2 separate regions of the Hordeum vulgare genome follow, and region 1 is linked to region 2. A link is a contact called in public Hi-C data. All regions are on one chromosome and are shown on one strand. Each heading gives the region's core, a stretch centred on a gene start, on an enhancer-like site or on the middle of the called end of the contact. The rest is flanking DNA. Distances are from core to core; before and after follow the strand shown. Region 1 holds the start of LOC123398263 (protein ROH1-like). Region 2 holds the start of LOC123451758 (protein FAM135B-like).

The links. A called contact is a pair of places that touch in the nucleus more often than the background predicts.
Region 1: a Hi-C map of seedling shows a contact between it and region 2, with 4 times the contacts expected there. The contact joins the promoter of LOC123398263 here to the promoter of LOC123451758 in region 2. A contact is called at or near these places in 2 of 6 Hi-C or Micro-C datasets (leaf and seedling) and 1 of 1 datasets of contacts at active chromatin or transcription factors (embryo).

Annotation. Positions count from the first base shown.
Region 1 is chr5H:261,538,273-261,542,270 of MorexV3_pseudomolecules_assembly, forward strand. LOC123398263 (protein ROH1-like) reads right to left here and starts at 1,849. Exons shown (of 1, transcript XM_045092751.1): 1 at 82-1,849. The coding sequence starts at 1,563. The coding sequence ends at 337.
Region 2 is chr5H:261,228,996-261,232,584 of MorexV3_pseudomolecules_assembly, forward strand. It overlaps LOC123451758 (protein FAM135B-like), which reads left to right and starts at 1,381. Exons shown (of 14, transcript XM_045128289.1): 1 at 1,381-2,114; 2 at 2,563-2,654; 3 at 3,520-3,589. The coding sequence starts at 1,891.

The DNA.
Region 1 (3,998 bases), core at 599-3,098, 310 kb after region 2:
GTCACAATGAGAGAGATCAAAAGTGACCTACGTGCTATGGAACATAAACTGAAGCACAAATTAGGCGTGGACGCACACAACTAACCAAAAATTTGGCAACATATATACCAAAAGGCATGGTAGAAAACAAAAATAACATGGGAGAAACAAGCAGCCGTCTTTAACATCATGGTGGCCCCTTTCTAATCCCCTTCCTTTACATGAAGACGAAGGCACGTACGTATTTGCACTTAAAAATACGATTTGGAATACGAAACAAGCAAACCAAGAAGAAGAAAGCTACCTACGCCCACCAAATTGCCCGATCAAAGGCAAGGCTTGAGTTGATGGGATGAATCAATCAGCATTGTGCATGGAGGAATCGAGGCCCTCCACGCGGCTGCGCACGATGCGGTGGAATACCTCTCGCACCTGCTTCTCCAGTGGCTCCAGCCCATCCCTCATGGCCGCGCACACGGCGGAGAGTTCCGCTGCAGCCTCCCGCACGTCCACCTCCCTGTCTCCGAAGAGCGGGATAGGGGCCGCGTCAATGGCGTCGGCGAGCTTCTGTATGGCCTTCTCAAGCACCTGGATTTCCTTGAGCAGGCCGCAGGAAGAGCGCCTCTCCTTGCGCTTCCCCTCCTCGGCTAGGCGTTCTTGCAGGGTGAGGAGAGGTGCCGCCCAGGGGAATGCAGCGCGCGCTGGCGCCACGGGCAGGTGGTGCGCCAGGAGCGCGCTGGACCGGTCCGGGCACGGGACGGCGGCGACGAGCGCCCACGCCGTGAAGTGGAGTATGCAGCCCATGGCGTAGACCGGCGCCACGAGCCCTCCCTCGTGCGCTCGCGGCGCGGTCAGCCCGGCCCCTATGGCCTGCAGCTGGCGCGACGCCGACCACGCGCGGGACACGCTCCACGAGAGGGAGCGGAAATGGGAGGCGGAGGCGGTGGCGGAGGAGCCGACGACCGAGGCGCGCGACGGGGACGCGCGGGCGCGGCCGAAGGAGCGGTTGCGGTGGGAAGCGAGGAAGGAGGCGACGCCCCCGCTGGCGGCGGCGGTGGTGTCGTCGACGAGCAGGACGGAGAGGTCGGAGACGGCCTTGCGGGCGCGGCGGAGTTGGCCCTCGTGGATCTCCCCGGGAGCGAGCAGAACGGAGGCGGCGATGTCGGCGAGGCGCTCGAAGCGGCGCACCTGGTCGACGCCGTCGCGCGCGGCGTTGCAGACGTCGAGCGCCTTGACGGCCCTCTCGTGGAACTCGGCGACGAGCCTCTCGGCCGCGGCCGGCAGCGCCCCGCGGCGGCGCGCCTGCGCCAGCACGACCCGGAACTCCTCCTGGCAGAGGATGAAGGCCTCGAGGAGGCGGCGGATCCAGGCGACGGAGAGGATCTCCTCCGGCGGCGGCGCTCCCTCGGCCCCCTCCGCGGGCAGCAGGTCCCCGAGGTTGGCGGCCAGGTGGCGCTGGAAGAGCTCGAGGTCGGCCTCCTCGCCCGACGGCATGGCCGTGTGGTCGCGGCGGAGCGAGAGGAGCGAGCCGAAAGAGAAGGGCGACGGGGAGGAGGAGGCCCCCTGGTAGTCCGTCACCGGCATGGCCTCCGGCGAGGTCGCCGGCCGGAGGCGGATCTCGCGCGCGCGGGCGGGCGGGCGGGCTCAGCGGGCTAGCGGGTGCGGGGCCCGGCGCATCTGTCGCGGAGACGGAGCGGGGCAGGGAATGAGAATGGGAATGGGGAATGTGGCAATGCGAGGAGGGTGGGAGGAGAGCGGTGGAATTTTATATCAAGGCGTGAGATTAGGGGGTTCCCTACTTAAAATGGAGATGTATTAAATTAATGGAGTAAATAAATATGAGCTTGTTTTTTGGGAGGCTGTGATGGCAGGAGTGCGCTGATCATGAAATGCTTGTGGGAGTATTTATTTATAGGCTGGGGGAATTCCTTCTTTTGTGCCTGGAATGTTTTCTTCACGTTCTCGCTGGGTTGTTTTACCATAAAGTCCTTCCGGTTCTGGTATTGCTGCTAACGGTTAGCATCGTTTCTTCCTTTTTAGCATCGCTTTTTATAGCTATACTAGTGCACTACTCGTACATGTTTGGCAAAATTGATAAAAATGATCCCTAGGAAAAAGAACTCACGTAGTGACCCCTCGGAGAAAATATGTCATCCGGCTGACCCTTTTGTGTGACGCTCGATACCTAGGCGCCACACTACACTGTGTGACGCCTAGACCTTCGGCGCCACACCCCCCAACCACCTGGCAGGGAGGGCCCACCCCCCAGGACGTGTGACGCCTAAGCCTCAGGCGTCACACATTGTAATGTGTGGCGCCGAACGCTTAGGTGCCATACATTGACTTAACTGTCCACGGGCCAGCCCCCTCCCCACCCCCTCCCCATTCCCCTCCCTCATTCAAACAGAAACAGCAACGGCGGCGGCTGGCTCTCTTCGAATCCCTAATCCCCTCCGCCATCTCCTTCAGATCTGCTGATTTCTTCCTTGGATTGATCCCCCAAGGTAATCTCCTCCCCCATCTCCTTCCGTTTCCCATCCTTCTATCCAAGTGGAATAGGTTTTTGTTGAGTAGATTGATTTGAGTAGGTTCTTAGAGTTTGACTAGTTAGGATATGAGTTCTTAGGATTTGAGTAGTTAGTATATTAGTAGTTAGTATATGAGTATTAGGAGTTATTATATTAGTAGTTAGTATATGAGTAGTAGTAGTTCATATTAGTAGTTAGTATTAATAGTTAGTATTAGTAGTTAGTATATGAGTATATGAGTAGTAGTAGTTCATATTAGTAGTTAGTATATGAGTATATGAGTAGTAGTAGTTCATATTAGTAGTTAGTATATGAGTATATGAGTAGTAGTAGTTCATATGAGTTCTTAGGATTTGAGTAGTTAGGATATGTAGATGAGTAATTTTTTGAATATGAGTATTTTTTGTGATTTGTAGGATGGTGTGGCTTCTGAATAATGTTTATGACATTGAACACCGGGCCTATTTCATGTCGGAGAAGAAAATGGTAAGTAGAAATGATTAGTAGATGAGTAATTTTTTGAAAATGTAATAAGCACTTGATATCTTCTTCTCCTATCTGTTTGCAGGAGCTTACGCCCTTGAAGATCCGGTCTCATGGGGCATCGTCTGTAATGCAGTACGATGAGCGATACACCCCATACATCGAGATGAGAGGACTCCTTCCATTCGTGCAGCTTGTGAGTCGGTCAACGCCCAATCTGAACGTTGCGGCAGTCACAACACTTATTCATCGTTGGAGGCCGGAGACACATAGTTTTCACCTCCGAACCGGAGAGATGACGGTTACTCTTCAAGATGTTTCCATGATCACCGCACTTCCGATCGAGGGGAAGCCTCTTTGTATGAGCACTGATTCCGAGGGATGGCGGCAACAAATGGAGGCTCTTATTGGTATGTCGCCGCAGGAGCCGGAGGTAGAAGATGGAGGGAAGAAAGATAGAGTCCCGGTCGGCGCTCCTTTCACTTGGATTGCCGCGAACTTTGCTCATTGTCCCGAGGACGCAGATGACGAGGTGATCCAGAGGTATGCTCGCGTGTACATGTGGTACGTCATCTCTAGGACTATCTTTGCTGACGGCACTGGCAAGAATGCTCCATGGATGTGGCTGAAGGAGTTGACTGTTTTCGACAACAGTTCAGCTGAGGCTCGGCCGCATTGGCTTACTTGTATCGGCAAGTAATAAATTGTTAGTATTAAGTACTCTATGTTATCTTTTTCTGCTAAACTGATGCATGTTTGTTGTTACTTCTAGTTGGACGATGCTTGTCGCAGGACCACAAAGGACGGTGGAGTTGGTGGTTGTATGCTCCTACTTTCGGTATGGAGCTGGGAACGCCTACCTGTTGGACGCCCTAAAAGCTCACAGTGGAATACCTGGGATGACCACGACAACCCTGTACGGCAACCTACATGGGCTTACAAGTGGGACTTGGTATCAGAGGTGGCAAGCGAAGTGAACCTATTGTACAAGCAATACACCAACGAGAT
Region 2 (3,589 bases), core at 131-2,630:
TGCCGGGCCCGAGCACGAATAGCCCGTGTCGGGCCGGGCCCGTGTCGTGCCAGCCACGCGGGCTGTCGGGCCGACCCATTTACCCGGCCCGTTTGGCCAGATCTGTGCTTATACATGTGTGGAAACATTCTCCCTTATAAGGAGGTCCAAATCCCACTAAACTAGCAATGTGGGACTAAACTTTTCCACCTCTTGCCTTGCACAAAAGGCCTGCGTGGGCCTCTAGGATTTATTAGGAATTTCTAAAATTGTACCTTGGGCTGGCCCAAAAATAGGTAAAAATTCCACCACATGAAACCATCTTCGAAGGACGTACGTTCCCTTCATAATCTTTGAGGCCCATTGCATGGTCAATTGTTCAACGAAGGCCTCCAATCACCTTCACCCCCGCACGTGACCACGGATATATTCCTTTTATTATCCTTGAATTGTTCTTCCCTATGTAAGCCCCTAACCTTTTGCATCGTCCTCTCGAGAGGACGGTTATTGAGCAGCCTCGTCGAGTACACCTTGCCCATCATAGACCATCTTGCAACACTAACTTGTTCTAGAGACGGATCCGAAACCGTGATGTTCTTTCTTCATCACGATCAACTCGCCTAGCTTAGTCGAGGGGCTGGAGGCCTCCCTAGAAGTCTTGCGGTCTGCGAGAGATATTGAAGATTTCCTCCTTGTCGCGCCCGTTGTCGCTTCTGCTCATGGAATGGTCATCTCCTTTGCAGTAGCCACTCCTCTCCCCGATCACTTTGCCATAGGCTCGTCATAGGAGAGTGAAAGCGTCGCTGATCAGTGCCATCGCCACCCCGAGAACCACCGGAGAAAACACCACCCCCAATGAGAGAACCCTAACCCTAGTGCGACAAAGCAGCCGCGTGCGGATGATGGACCCGCCTAATTTCAAAGATACATTAGAACTTTAACTAACTTTTTTTGTGAAGAAACTAGTACTAGTACCAACTAAGGGCATCTCCAATAGTCGTATGATCATCGTTGGTAAAATTGTCACATAGACGCTTTTAATGACATGTCATATAATGAAAGAAGAGAGAGAATGCAATCGTATGAACTTGAAGCAACGGTTCAGGAACAAGCTCCGAGGCAAACATGATCATTTCTTCAACATTTTGTGAACTCGTTTAGTTATTTTATATACGGTTAACATATAGTACATTGAAAAGCATATATGATGTGCTGTTGGCTGTTGATGTGGACATTTATACCAACGACTGCCGTTGGAGATGCTCTAACTCGAAGATGGCTAAAAAAACTCAAGATGCCTACAGGTGGGACCGCCAACCCTAACGACCTGCTACCTGCTTGTGTACCCGGTAGAGTTACGGCCATAAAATTGTCTCCTCCACTCCTCCGACTCCACGTGCACCCTACACGACCGTGCCCGCCGTTCCCCTCAAACAGCTCCATCGAGCCGCGCTCACTTGCAACTCGGCCGCCACATGTCTGTGACACGAGCCAGCCATTAAAAATCCCCTTCCAACCTTTCTCTCCCCCTTCACCCTCCTCCTCTTTGGCTCTTTCTCACCAGCTCTACCGCCGCCTCCTTCTCCCACTACTCCGCCTCCGATCTCCGGACCCTCCGGCGACCGGGCCCCACCGCCCGGCCTCTACGCCGCCGCCCAGGCCCCACGTGCCAAACTCGCGCCGCCGCCGCCGCCGCCATTAACCAACTACTCCTACCTCCCATCATTCCTTCCCGATCTGCCAACTAGCCAAGCCCACTGACGTGCTACGCCGCCGCCCTCTCCTTCTCCCCCGCCAACGCGTTTGGCCTCCCCTGCGTCCTACTCCCGCGGGGTCCCAAGCCCCAACCCTAGAGCTCGCTAGCCCAGGGATCGGCCAAGTGATGCGCGGATCGGGGCGGGCGGGGCGGCCATGTTCGGCCGCATGAAGTGCCTCGTCGGCGGCGCCGTTGACCAGGGCAGCCCGCGTGGAGCCACCAGGAGGGTTTCGCCGGCGTCCGGCCGCGTGCACAACGCCGCCGCGGGGCCGGGGGCCAAGAGGGCCATCTGCTTCCGCCCGCCGGACGTTATGGAGACGGTGCACGAGGTGGCCGTCTACATCCACCGCTTCCACAACCTCGATCTCTTCCAGCAAGGGTATGGAGCCGTGTCTCGTGGAGATGCTTGCTTTTGGTCTTTTCTTTTCCGTGGATGTCTTTTTTCTTCTTCTTGGGTTTAGTTTCACTATTCTCTTTTTTGACTATACTAAAGTTCCAAGTGGTTTGAGTTAAAAAGTTTCATTTTTTTGTGACATGTAAAAAAGCCAATACAAAGTTTCGGTACAAACTTAGTCAATAGTTTTGGTTTGTTGGAGCATTTCGTGTTAATTCGGTTTTTCTTTTTTCTTTTTTGCGAGTCAGACCTCCCCCCCCCCCCCCCCCCCCCCTCGTACTGGCAGTTCTGAGTTTGTCCATACACATTTTTGCGCTGCGAGACGGCATGCAGATCTTTGTCTCCATATTTCTGGATCTCCGAAATTTTTATATTTTATGTCAACTAGGGAGTGCTGTTCTTCGTTGTGAAACGAGTATTGGGTTATGTGCAGATGGTACCAGATGAAGATTAGTGCAATGTGGGAGGAGGGTGAAAGCGGTAGCAAGACACCAGCTTCACCCGCAAGGGTAGTCCAGTACGAAGGTGCGTCCATCTCTTCTAACGAGGGACAGTATGATGTGATCGCCTGCTTCAGTGCTTCTGTTATTTTCACATGATTTCAAGGAAATACATGTTTAAATTGATACCTTTGCAATCTGTGAGGTTCTTGAATTTGTGTAGTGAGCTAAAAGTTCATACTAACTGTTTGATTGTTGTCAATATTCAGTACTATAGTCGAGAAGAACCATGCTACTGTTTCCTAGTGCAGAAAATGAAGTCTACCTATGTACTTACATTGGACTGTTATGGTTTTAACTTTTAAGCTCTACCTTGCTTGTATAAATCTATCAACCTACCTTGTTGCAATCTACCTATCCTTCTTAGATAACATCAAGAGGCATGTTGCATAGCTGGATACGAACTGTACAAGCATGTCAATGTCGTGTACTATAATTATCATGCAGCACACATAATATATGTGATATGTCTGTTAATCTTTGTCGAGGCTTGTATTCCTTCTAGACGAACCAACTGATAAATTGCGGTAGTTTACAAAGTGCACCTTATCTTGTGATGAGACAATGACAGGCAGCTGAGATTTCACAGCTAAGTATGTGGCCCAGGCCCACCAAACAGTGTGCTACAGTATTATGGAGAATGTGATCTACTGATCTGTACTGGTCTACCGGACCATCTGTTTAACATGGTGACAATGTTGTACCAAATATCTGTGGACTCTCATCTAAATCACATATGTTTATGTCTATTTATCTTCATTGTACACGAAAACAAGCGTTCCAGATTCCAAGGTTTTTTTATCTGGTTGCAATTACTTGAAAGATTCTTTTGTTAGTGTCCTTGCCAATCATTAGCTAATAGATAATGACATGCTAGGTGGATTGTGCAGCTCCTGATGTCGGTGCGGACGATGCTTTAGGCATTTGGAGAATAGATGACGCTGATAACAGCTTCTACAC